2 separate regions of the Anser cygnoides genome follow, and region 1 is linked to region 2. A link is a contact called in public Hi-C data. All regions are on one chromosome and are shown on one strand. Each heading gives the region's core, a stretch centred on a gene start, on an enhancer-like site or on the middle of the called end of the contact. The rest is flanking DNA. Distances are from core to core; before and after follow the strand shown.

Region 1 (5,878 bases), core at 3,173-5,672, 260 kb before region 2:
GTCAAGACAAACCTGCAAGCTATCAAAAGAACTGCTGATAGCAAGATGTAAATACAAATACCTGATCTGAAACTTTATTTTTATTTCTGCACTGATTTTCCTGTCCACAAAAGACAGGCTCCTTTTTTCATCTATTGAAGATTGCTTTTGTTTCCTGTTTTTTCCAGAAGACATAAGTAAAACTCCTTGACTACCAAATTTATTCCAATTTCAGACCTTTTTAACATTAACGGCACTATTCAGAAACGTACAAAAAATACACTGCCTTGGAAATAAAGCAAGACCTGATGAAATACATATATGTTCTTTACACTGAGTACTCAGAAAAAAAGAGGCAAAGGGACACATCACAATCATTATGCAGATAAAAAACTGCTATGTACCAGGAAAATATAAAATGCTGAAGACAAGAGCATTTTCCTACTTACACCAGAGTGCTAACTCTGCTTTGTGCTCCCACATTCCCTCTGAAATGGGGGTGTGGGGGTACGTATATGCCCATAGAGTAACAGAATCAATAGCCTCTCACTTCTCATAGCTGGAGCATTGCTGCCCTAGACATTTTGAAAGGTCAAAACTGCAGGGAAGAGGTGGGGAGACACAATTTTTCCTCAAAAGGGTATGTGTCAAAGAGCTAGCAAGGAAATAAAAAAAAAAAAAAAAAAAGATAAAAGATTTGAACAGGAATAAAACTTCTTAGCCTATTTTTTATTTTCATTTGATGTCTTTCTAAAAACCCAGCAACATCACAAGTCTTAAGGCAGTAAATCTCCTACAATATTACCTCTGTTTAGGATGGGCTGGCTGGAGGGCTACCCCATGCCACTGCATCCCCTGTGCTCCAAGCCCTGAGGAGTATCCTGCTGCTCGTGCTGGTGTTGCCCAGATGCTTTGTGAGCTGCCCTCAGTTATACGCAGTCTTCAGAGCTATTACTGTAATGAAAATCCTATTAGTGCAGATGGTTCCTGCATGTGTTTTAGTGTACACTCCAACTTCTTCTTTCACGGGACAACCTGTAGTTGATAGCTGGTTTTAATGTCAATTATTTCATTATCCATTTTTCAAGCAGGCAGAGACAATGGAGAATGTTAATGCTGTTTAGTGAGGCGCTGACAGCATTCGTTCTCCTGTCATTTAGTCTCAAATGATGATATTACAGGTTAAGTTGCCCGAGTTTCATGGCTACAGACACTGAAATACTTTCCTGTACGGATTTTATAAATAACATCAGAAGTCCTGCTGTTTCACCTCCTGAGTCATTCTCTCAAAAGTCTTTAAAATTCATGACTCAAACAAGAAGGCAGAGGGAAATCTTTCAGTCAGTTGTTTCAGTGGCTAATTACATGAGACTACAGTGTAAGGGAGACAATATGAAGTGTGCACTATTTCTTATTTTGCTTAATGCATTTGAGAATTAATCCTCTGGATACACTAAACAGACTACATTACAGCTCAGGATTATCACGGCTGTGTTTGCAGCGTATTAACCTTTCACTCGTTGAGGTGGAGGAATGGTGGCAGCTGGGGATTCAATTTACACTTGCATAAAATCCTAGAAAATGAGGTTTCAGAGAAGGAACTAGTTCTACGCAGGTTGACCGGTTTCTGACATTGAACTGCCCTCGATGGGGAATAAACAGACGAAGCTTCACCCATGAAGGTCACTGGAAGCTCTTCCTCCACCTATCGTCCCTGTAGGGAAAGTACCCCATGCCATTTGGCTGGATGTTTCCAGACACTATAACCTCAGAAAGCTGCATGCAGCCCAGTGTGTTTTGAGCACCACTGCTGGAGTGATCCTCCACAGACTTACCAATCCCATTTTTGAACTTATTTACACCTCTGCCCCCCAAAGCTCCCCGTGGCAATGCACTGTGTGCCCATCGTGTCATGTGGGCACACCGTGGTTCTTGTGCTGGGAGCTGCAGCAGCGGTGCCCTGCCTTTCCTCTTCGACCTTCTTCATACTGTTGATGCTTTCATATGTTTTTAGCATACACTACCTCAGCAGTTTTTTCCAATCTGAAGAGTCCTCATACACAGAAACCACTAATACCTCTGAGGATGCAGGCTGCCGTGACTCTTCTTGTCCCTCTTCTCATCCTGCTTCATCATTCCTGTGACGAGAAGCCCAAAACTGCCTACAAAAGTCAGTGCGATGTAACTGCAGCGTCCCACAACACAGACCCCTTGATATTTTCCGCCGATTCTCCACCTGCAGCACACAGCTCAGTGCTTCTCACTGTGCCTGGCTACTGAACTGACAATTCAGACGATTATCTTGATTTGATTTTGCAGATCTGAAAATAACTAATCTGGATCCTGTTTTCATGTATGCACAGCACATGCGTAACAAACCGCACTACTCTGCGTTTGGTGGCACTGAAATGCCACTGGGTGTTTTATCACTTAAGAACTTCCTATTACAAGATCACTGTCACATTTTCACAGCTTCAGTTTGTACGTGAAACATTTGGAGTAGGCACCAGTAAATTTTGCCAACTTGCTATTCGCTCCATTTGTGGCTAACATTGAGCTAGGCGATCACCCAAAGTTTTCCGAAAATGTTGCTGGGCAGCCTAACAGAGCTCTTTCTCCATTCTGAAAACTGACATTTTATTTCTACCTCCTTTCAGTCAGATATTACTCTGCAAGAGGGAAATACCTCTTACCTCCCAGTAATTTATTTCTCTAAAGGTCTTTGATGCTGGGGCTTTTGAGAACTGAACTGTACTTTGCTGACCAGATCCAATTACAAAAATGGGTATAAACTCCTCCGAAAAAGCTTTACTAGACGGGTGAGTCATGACTTCTTTCTTCATAAGCCACACTGACCGTTCTACTACTTTCGTATTTTTTTGTCCTTGGAGTCCTTATAGAATCACACATCCACAGAATGGCTCAGGTTGGAAGGGACCTTAAAGATCATCTAATTCCAACCCCCTGCCATGGGCAGGGACACCTCCCACCAGCCCAGGTTGCCCAAAGCCCCATCCAGCCTGGCCTTGAGCACCTCCAGGGATGGGGCATCCACAGCTTCTCTGGGCAGCCTGTGCCAGGGCCTCACCGCCCTCTGAGTGAAGATTTTCCTCCCAAACTCTAATCTAAATCTCCCCTCGTCTCGTTTAAAACCATTCCCCCTTGTCCTATCCCTACACCCCCAGACAAAGAGTCCCTCCCCAGCTTTCCTGTAGCCCCCTTTAGGCACTGGAAGGCCGCTGTAAGGTCTGCCCTTCTGGTTTGTCACCCCCCTGCTCAATGACTCACAGATCCTTACGTAGACAGGGCACTTCAGTTTGGGATTATATACCTGTATTAACTGTAGGTATCTATTCTGTATATTTTAATACAGCTTATTTCATTCCTGCTTTCTTTAAAATGAGGTATGTGACTACATATATTATGTAGAGACTACTTAAAGCTGATATTTTTAAATTGGTTGTTGAATTTATAAATCTTTTACATTTTGCATTCTCTTTTAAACACTGCTTAAGATGGATGAAAGTCACTGCAAAATTGACAGTTTCTCTAATCTAGGATTCATCTTCATGCACTTATTTGTGCCTCAGTTCTGCGAAGCAGTTGAAGTTTGAGCATGCGATTTACTGATTAGCCTTTAAACGTCACACACGAGGGTCAAGCGAAGTGCTTAGTGAGACTGAGACCCACGTGAACCATCTTTCCTAACCACATGCATTTCTCAAAATCTCTATACCCGCTGTGCAACTGCACCATGTAGCCGATGCCACAAACCTGCTTAGAAACCCAAAGCATTAAAGTCCTTTCTTCGCCACCCTCTGCTAGCCACGGAGCTTGCTGTCAGAGCTCAGCAGTAGACACTTGTTGCACGGAGAAACTCTGTGCTACCGACCTCTGAACATCCCCAGACGATCAGGGGAGATACGCACGCCCCCAGATGGCCTGAACCTCTGATGTGGGGGGCTGGATCCAGGGGAATGAGCTGTGCATCAGCGTTTTTGCAGCATATGTGTCTGCAGGAATCATCTATACTCACATTTGCAATCAGTTCAGGAAGCTTCCCTGTATTTCACATTTAACGGAGGTATTTCCTAAGCCAAATTTGCAGCTCAATTTAATGCAAGCCTTTAGGTCTGCCTTCCCAGAGGAGGCATCATATTCAGAGGAAACGTGCAGCTTTCCATTGAAGTTCCCTGCGGGCTCTAACCTGCCCCGGACACGAACACAACTGGATGCTTGATCACAAACTTCCTGCAGGGTCTCTCTAGCAATTTGCTACCTCCTAGAAAAGTTCATGGCACATGGCTTAGCAGAGCTCTGATCTGTCCAGATGATGACCAAAGCCGGTTAATGACTATCCTGGTGGTGAACTAGTTATGAAGAAAAATGGCCAACCCTACTGTAAGGAAAACACACCCTAAGCAAACTACAAGCTGGTTATATTTTATACAGCACAAAAAAACTGTGTATTTATACTATCACACCAGCAGGACAAGCAGTGTTTTTTGCTGCCTCTCTGCTGTCATACCCCATTGAGACTCTGAACACTTGAAGGGGATGGTGGATTTCATCTGCAGGACCACGAGACAAGGCTGGTAGAATACTATGACTATGACAACTCTTAACTGTGACAACACTTAATACTTAAAACTATGACTATGACAACACTTAACATGACTATGACATACTTAATATTATCTATTGTTATGCTGATTAATGCATACTAAGCTACAGTACATACTAAAGCAATATAGGCTATTTCCTAATAAATGTTAGATGCTCCAGATATTGGTGATGAAATCCCTCTTTCATTTGATCTACAAACCCGTGTATATCTAACTAGTTCATTATTAATAGAAAAACAGAGAGGTACTTGAAACAAAGTTCAGATCTGATCTTATCGCAAGGTTCAGGGTTGTTCAGATCTGGGGTTTTGTGCCATTTCTAAACCAAAGCCCTACTAATTCTCCCTATTCTGATACACACATGGCATTGTTCCACGGGCTGTGAACACCAAGAACCAGGAAAGAAAAAAAACACACTCCTGAAACTAATGTTTTTATGTTCTTGACCAATAATTTTCCTATTTTTCTCAGAAAAGCTACAAAGAAACAACATATTTTAAAAACAAAATAAAAAAAGAATCCAGGTATAGTTAAGACACATGCTGCAACACTGTTGGCTGCAGTTTCAAAATCTCTCTGTTTTCATGTTTCATGGAGTGACACAGGGCTTCACTCAGAAAAGACACGGAGAAATTCAAGGATATTTGTCCTTTAAGGGGGGGAACAAAGAAATTCCTTCCACCTGCTCAGGCTCTGCAGCATATCACTAGCTGAATGTGGCCGCTGATTAATCCACACAGCACTACTAATATAAGAAAAACAAAGGGTAAATAAAGCAATGTCCCTACCTAGTATGATTCTTTATTCCTGCAAGTCTGAGTTGATGTGACAGCTGGTTTACCATGGCATAAACAGGCTGAGTCATTTGTCACAATGCAAATATATTAAGAGTAAAAGATAAGTCATGAAGCTCAGAGAGATCCCTAAGAGATACTGACAATTAATTTTAAGTTGAAAGGTTGCTTCCTTTTGTTGACAGAAACTCAATCACAGCAGTAAATGAAAATATCATTTGCCTAAAGATAGGTGTACTGTATTCATGTTACCATGCCCAGAACATGCTGGACCTACCTTTTTTTTTTCTTATTAATTTGTTATTTTAAAAAAGAAAACTGGTTGGGTGAAACTGTACAGAAGCAGAAGATGGCACTCGTGTATCCTGCCACCCCTGCATGCTGAGCTGTGAGTCCACCTTGGAAAATCTTCCTCCAGATACAATCTAATTATCTCCATCGCAATTATACTATTGCGCAAATCAAGAATCAATACATATT
Region 2 (6,462 bases), core at 2,556-5,055:
GCTGTCTATAAGCAACACCAGAGAAAGAAAATATACAAGCCACTTCCATTATTTCATGGTTCGGAAGCAATCATGCTCCTTGGTAGTCATGTGTCTTTTACTCAGAGCTCTCCATGTACTTGCCCTTTCATGAGGTCACTTTCTCTTGCTAAAATTAATGCTTCCTGGATACTGCTCACATGCCAGAAGAGCTGGTGACACCACTAACTCCACCACCCCACACACATCGCTCTCCCCAGAAAACACCTCGCCAAAGGAGCCAAGCCTGCCCCAGCCCCGGCTATAAGCTGGCCCAAAATAGGGGTCCATTCCCCAGCACCCCGCAGCTCCAGATGAAGTGCCCTGGTAGCACTGTGCTCGCACTGCCTTATTCCACAGAGGTACCCAAAGGACCTGGATCACAGCCTGTCCAGCTGAGCCGGGCGTAGGACCGCTGGCTTCTTGCTTTCCAACCCCACACACCATGAGTTAAATTCCCATCTAGTGCTGCAGTGACATTTATTAAAAGCAATAGCAAAACCACTCTCAGAACTGTGCAGCATCCTGTTTCTGTCCGAAAACAATCCACTTACAAGGAGGAGCATCATCACTCAACACTGCAAGAATTAATAGAAAAGGAAAATGAAGTGGGGCATGTTATGACGTGTTGCCAACACCAGGCAGCTCACGTTGTTCCACGAGAGCCTCTCAGAGTTCATCCCCATAACGCCGATTAAATCAGTTGTCAGTAATCTGGCTAAAGATGGCCTATGGGGCTGAGGTCAAACAGAGGAAGGAAAATCACAGCAATAAAGGAAAGTGAATCCGGGATAACATGCGCAAGAGCAAGAAATAAGAAACCCGTCTCCCCTTCCAGCAGCATGAATGGTTATTAAACTTCTATGAAATCACTACAGGTGCATGTGCAGGATGTATCGTACAGATATAATCCAAGTTACTGCAGGTTTCAACTGTTAATGCAGGGACTAATGACTGCAACCAAAATCTCTGTGCCGTCCTCCTGCCCGGCTGGCTCCGTGCGAGCCTACGCCCTCCAAAGTACCGGGTGGTTTGCAGTGGGTAAGCCTGGGAAGGGATCTGGAAAACACGCTCACAGAGATGTTATATTTAAGGAACAGAAATTCTGACCAGCAAATTTGTGGTCAGATTTTATTGTAACATGTGTATTTATTGTTTACCCAGAAAATCGACAAATTAACAGTTCTTCTTATAGCTGCCACAACTGAAAGCATTTGTGCTGCCCGGGGTGTACACCGTGACTCTGAAGCCAAGTTACAGCATGCAGTTATAGCTGAGACTCTGCCAATGTAGATTTTGGAGTGAAACAATCATCTCCCCTCCTCCCTTTGGAAAGGCTGCCTCACAGACCCTCGAAATCCCATGCCCCTTTCTGCTCCTGTTTGTGCCCCATCTCCGTGCATGCCACCACCCGAACCAGTTGCCACCTCGCACCGGAGCAAGCATCCTTCCTACAGCCAAGCTACAGTGATGAGCCGTAGATGGAAGCCCACCCGTGTGTGGAAATTTTCACCCCACTGGGGTGAAAAAATGTTGGATATGGGGAAAATGTTGGATGGGCCAAGCCTGCCCGGGTCTACTGGCTGTGAGGTCTCCAATTTAGGTCAAGTCCAACTGCCCGAGGCCAGCTCCAGCCTTACACATGCTGTTATGAGCAGAGATGATGCCTCATTCAGGTACATTTTGAGTGGGAAAAGAGTGGTTTAGCCATCTAGAAACTTCACCAGACTGGTGGGGACGGTGGCCAGCCTGGCGGGTGTCACCCCCCTCCTACGCCGGCAGCACCAGGCGGCGTGTGCTGATCTGCGGCGACTGGCGTGGCTCGGGGCTCGGGACAAACAAACACACAGGTGCCCTAGAAATCCCGAGGGCACAACTGGAGAAATATTGACAAACAGATGGACTTTAACTCATGCGGGCAAACTCTTATGCCACTGCATTGAGGGTGACTGTGTACTGTTCCTGCTTTTCCAGTTAGTCAGAGGTCATTTCACTGGAAAGCTCATGTTTTCTCACGTGTTTTTTTTTTTTTCTTCTCTTTTTTATTTGAAACATGAACTTGGGGTGACTTTTAACTTACTTTTAAGCTGAAAGTGTGCAGGGTATCCCAAAGGGAGCTCCATCGGCAGAGAGTCCAAAAGCTGCTGCGTGGCACTTTGTGGATGCTGTCACACACATGTGGCATTAGCAGCACTGTCCCACGTCCCAAGGAATCTTGCCTCGTGCCATCTTTGACATCTCCTTCTCCTCCCAGGCTGAGGATTTGTATTTAAGATAACTAACTGATTCTTTGATTTAATGGGATTGGCAGGGGAGGGAAAAATCTGTTGAAAATTTTTTCCCCATCCCTTTTCAAAACAAAAAAAAAATTCTCTATAGGAAATCATTTTACCGACAAAAAATAATTCACAATGAAACTTTGTCAGGAAGGGAACAACCCATCTAGTCCCAGTTTAAGATGATTTCTGGACCTATCACTCTCACTCATGAAAGTACGGGTTAAAAATGCTGCCGACAATTTGGTTCTGGGACACCTGATCCAATGTATATCATGAAAGGTAACTTTATATTAAGTATGCTAAAAAAAAAAGGCATATAGATATCAGATTTTCAGGCCATTATTAATGCCCCAAGTATTACAAGGTAGTTCACTGTGCCTATTTTATGCAGCAGAAAAACTGGCTACTGATTGCTACCAGCTTCCTCATGCCTCAGCCTGAAATTATTTCTGCCCTGAAGATTTCTGTTTGCTAATGTCTTGGGAGCCATTACATGAGAAGAGAAGGCGTGAGACAAAACCCTGTTTGCAAGGCGTTAGCACGTATTGGCTCCAGAAGAGAAACTACAATGACAATTAGATTTTGCTGTTGACAACAGAGCGGCTAATCACTGAAGCTAAAATCAGATTACACGAAATGAAAGTCTGTTGCCTGGCTGCGGCCGAGTTTCAGATGTTCTTAGAATAAGTGTACCAAAAGGAATTGCAATCCCATTATCCAAACAAGAACCAAAAGCCCAAATCGAATGCCAGAAAGGTTAAACAGCTCCTTCTCAGCTCCCTCCCCTGATTCAACCAGCCGTCCTGTGGCTCGAGCCCTATTTCCAGACACATCCCATGCTCCTTGTGCTCATGCCACCTCTGTGCCGGGTGCTGCCTTCAGGTCCCCACCAGCAACAAAAGCCAATCCCCCCAAAGCCAACCCACAGCACCCAACCATCAGCTTCAGCTTGAGAGACAACGTAGACATAAATAGAAAAGTCTTGTTATTTTCTCTTGTTGGTCTCTCAAGCTTTCCCCCTGTTTTTACTCACACACTGGTCGCACATAAGTTTGACAACAAATCTTATCTTCTGCTGGACGCCCACACCATGGTCAGAGGCATTGCAATATAATGTTGGCAAACATCTGGCTGCTTGGTATTTTTGCAAGTTTGCTAGTGTTCAGCCAAAGTTTGCAGAGGGGTTTAACCGAAAGGTCAATGAAAGAATATCTGCATATTGTAAATCTAATGATCGGGATAGATGTAATTTTTTTAAATTTAAGAAAAAGCCAAAGTAAAGTCTTTAAAGAAATTGCTCATATATTTGAGGCTTGCAGTGGGGTAATAAAAATAGAAATTATGTACATAGGACATATTGTGGTGTAGAAACTTAACCTCAACATATTGATCGAGGCAGTTCTTGTCCCTGAATTAATATACGCCTACGAGTGAGTATTTGTTTTAGGGAAGATAAATAGAAAGGCCATGAATAAATATAAAAGATGAGATGAAATAGCCATCTGGACCACATTAAACCAAAATGTGTAATTGAAGCAGAGAGAGAGTGCATCCTTTGATCCAGTCACGCACAATTGAAATGAAAGTAAATGGGCAATTCGTGTTATCGAATCGTCAGAGGAGGGTCTGCAGCATGTGCACGTGAGAAGGATCGATGGAGAACTGTAGCACGAGGACCCCGAGCATCTCGGGTGGCCTCAGCCAGGGTGCAGTGCCGGGGCCAGGATGGTGTCAGCCCAAGCTGGGCTTGTGCTGAACCTGCTGAAACCACGCCGGGCTCCGGCTCCTCACCTGTTTCCACAGCTGAGCCAGATGGCAGGGCAAGCTTGAACTCAGCTCCACGTGGCCACCTGCATCCCCTTCCATGCCACAGCCCAGCACTTGGGACACCCGTGGGCAGCTGAGCCAGGTAGAAGCAAGCCAGTAAAACATCGCTCCTTTTACATCCAGAGCAGTTCTGCAAGCAACAGCACATTAGAGTGGGGACATGCTGTCTTGAAATGTCCTCCACCTGAGTAGAAGTGAAGACGTGGGGGTAGGATGGCCAGAAACTGCTAAAGGGAGGGAAGAGCATGAATTCTGACTCTGCCCTTGAAGCCAGGGCTGCCTTGCTGGTGCCAGGCTGGATGGGGCTTTAGGCAACCTGGTCTGGTGGGAGGTGTCCCTGCCCATGGCAGGGGGGTGGGACTGAGTGGGCTTTAAGGTCCCTTCCAACCCAAACCACTCTGTGATTCTGTGGAGCTCTGCTTTCCTGAGCACTGCTGCCTGCTCTCCCAAGCATTTGCTGCCCATCAGCAAATCCAAGCCTGGAGCAGTGCCTCTGTCTCCTGTCCCCTTGATCTCTTGGTCAAAGATGTCAGCCAGCCACAGATGTGTGTCAGATCTGCAAACAGCCCCAGTCCTACATCCCAGTGCTGTACTGGCAGAAATCCAGTGGGCAAACTAAGAAACATCAGCAACTTTTCCCTGGTGTAGCTGATTTGGCTCACGTTCACATTACTAGGCTGGTATACCAGCAAGGTTTTCCAATGGAGCCGTACCAATACCAGGAGAGACCCTTTGGCTCAATAAAGTTACCCCCAGAGAGGCACTCACAGATTAGACTTCTCTGGCTTTCCAGCTCAGCCTCTCACTTCTGTTGTGCTTTTGAAAATAGCTGACCTGCTGAAGCTTTGAAATGCTCATGCAGAACCCCCAAGCTCCCTCGACACTCTCATCTCAGCAGGACTCATCCAACCACTAATGCAAGTGTACCAGTACCACCAGAAGATCCCCGTGCTTAGGGACAATGACATTTGAAGGCACGGGAGTGCTGCTATGTGACCAACCGGGGCCAGGAGCCAGGGACACCTGCTCACAGCCCGAGCAGGAATAAGGTACCTGTTGTTTTGATGGCAGGCAGCAAATTGCCTAGGTGAGGAGACAGCGATGCTTGGGAAAGCAGAGCTCGCTGAAGGCAGCTTCTAATGACTTTTTAGCTCATTCAGGACCTGGCTGGGATTTCAACAGCTGGTTCAACCACAGCGGACCAAACTGTCTCCTAGCAGAGCCCTGTCTGGAGCAGAGGAAGAAGAAATGCTGCTAAATCCAAGCAAATCATTTTTCAAGATCCTGTTGTCGACTGCCAGCTTCAGGAATAGCTTTTCCATTTCTCCCGTGCTCCTTGGTTCTGCGCCTGCGGTTTAGTCCTGTGTTTAGCACGATGAGTTTTGGAACAGGCAGAATGTGCAGTCAGCTTTTTTGTGCTGAGGGCAACAGGCTGGATAATAACCTTGAAACAGCCCTGTGGCCAACAGCATAATATTATCTAATAACTTTCCTTCGTTATTTTCTCAGCTCACAGAGCGAGGGAAATGATTTGCAAATGCTCACTTATATATACACATATGTATGTATATATGTATATATGCATTTTCTAACATTGCAGCATAAAATATTCATGGGGAGAGTTTCTCCATTATATCCAAAGCTCAAGCAGAAATTTCTTATAAGAGTTTGTATGGATTAAATTATTCAGGTCATTTTATAATTGCCACAGAATAGAGATGATAATTCCAGAAAAAGAGGGAATTCAGAAAAAATAAATATATAAAATGGGGGGAGAGGGTAAAGAGCTCTTATAAATTAAAATTTTAAATCCTTGACAAATTCTTCATGGAGTGACTTTCAGAGCCAGGCAGAGCCATTTTAGCTAGCTCTGTTAGGCAGTGTCAAAGCTGGCTGAGTAACTGAGCAGAGATGTGTCTGATATATCCCCCTTATAGGCTACCCAAAAATGTAGGATTGGACCTGGGATGTGCTGGTCACAATAGCAACCACCAGCTGAGTGAGGTTGGGTGCATCCCTTCAGGTAATTAGGGAAGCTGGCATGCCAGGCCCTCACATCCAGAGCAAAGACAAGGCGGCACAGAGAGGGCAGCTGAAAAAATATGCTACACCTTTGAAAAACAGCCCTGAGCCCTGACAGCTCCCTTGTTTGAATCCAGTCTCCAGGCTGGAAAAAGACTTGAGACAAGTTTTCTGTCACTGGCTGTGTGCACTGCTGTCCTGCTCCTCCTCTCACTGAAAGATGTCTTCCCTTCGCTCTCAGCAGCTTGGAAGACTTTTCCCATTTGCATTTCACCAAGCTATTGGAAGTTGCACAGGGGTTCAGAGGAGAAGAGGA

What was found. A called contact is a pair of places that touch in the nucleus more often than the background predicts.
Region 1: a contact with region 2 is called in a Hi-C map of liver, with 4 times the contacts expected there. The contact joins two enhancer-like sites. A contact is called at or near these places in 2 of 7 Hi-C or Micro-C datasets (both in liver).

What each region holds. Positions count from the first base shown.
Region 1 is chr2:140,061,520-140,067,397 of Taihu_goose_T2T_genome, reverse strand. The region is part of intron 6 of CPQ (carboxypeptidase Q); the gene reads right to left. Among named protein-coding and RNA genes, the nearest start is that of CPQ, 150 kb to the right of the region's middle. Within about 2 kb of position 4,422, at least 2 of the 3 cell types and tissues checked have open chromatin away from gene starts, as enhancers often do. A contact at or near this core is called in liver, where this site is marked.
Region 2 is chr2:139,804,709-139,811,170 of Taihu_goose_T2T_genome, reverse strand. No RefSeq gene overlaps it. Among named protein-coding and RNA genes, the nearest start is that of SDC2, 37 kb to the left of the region's middle. Within about 2 kb of position 3,805, at least 1 of the 3 cell types and tissues checked has open chromatin away from gene starts, as enhancers often do. A contact at or near this core is called in liver, where this site is marked.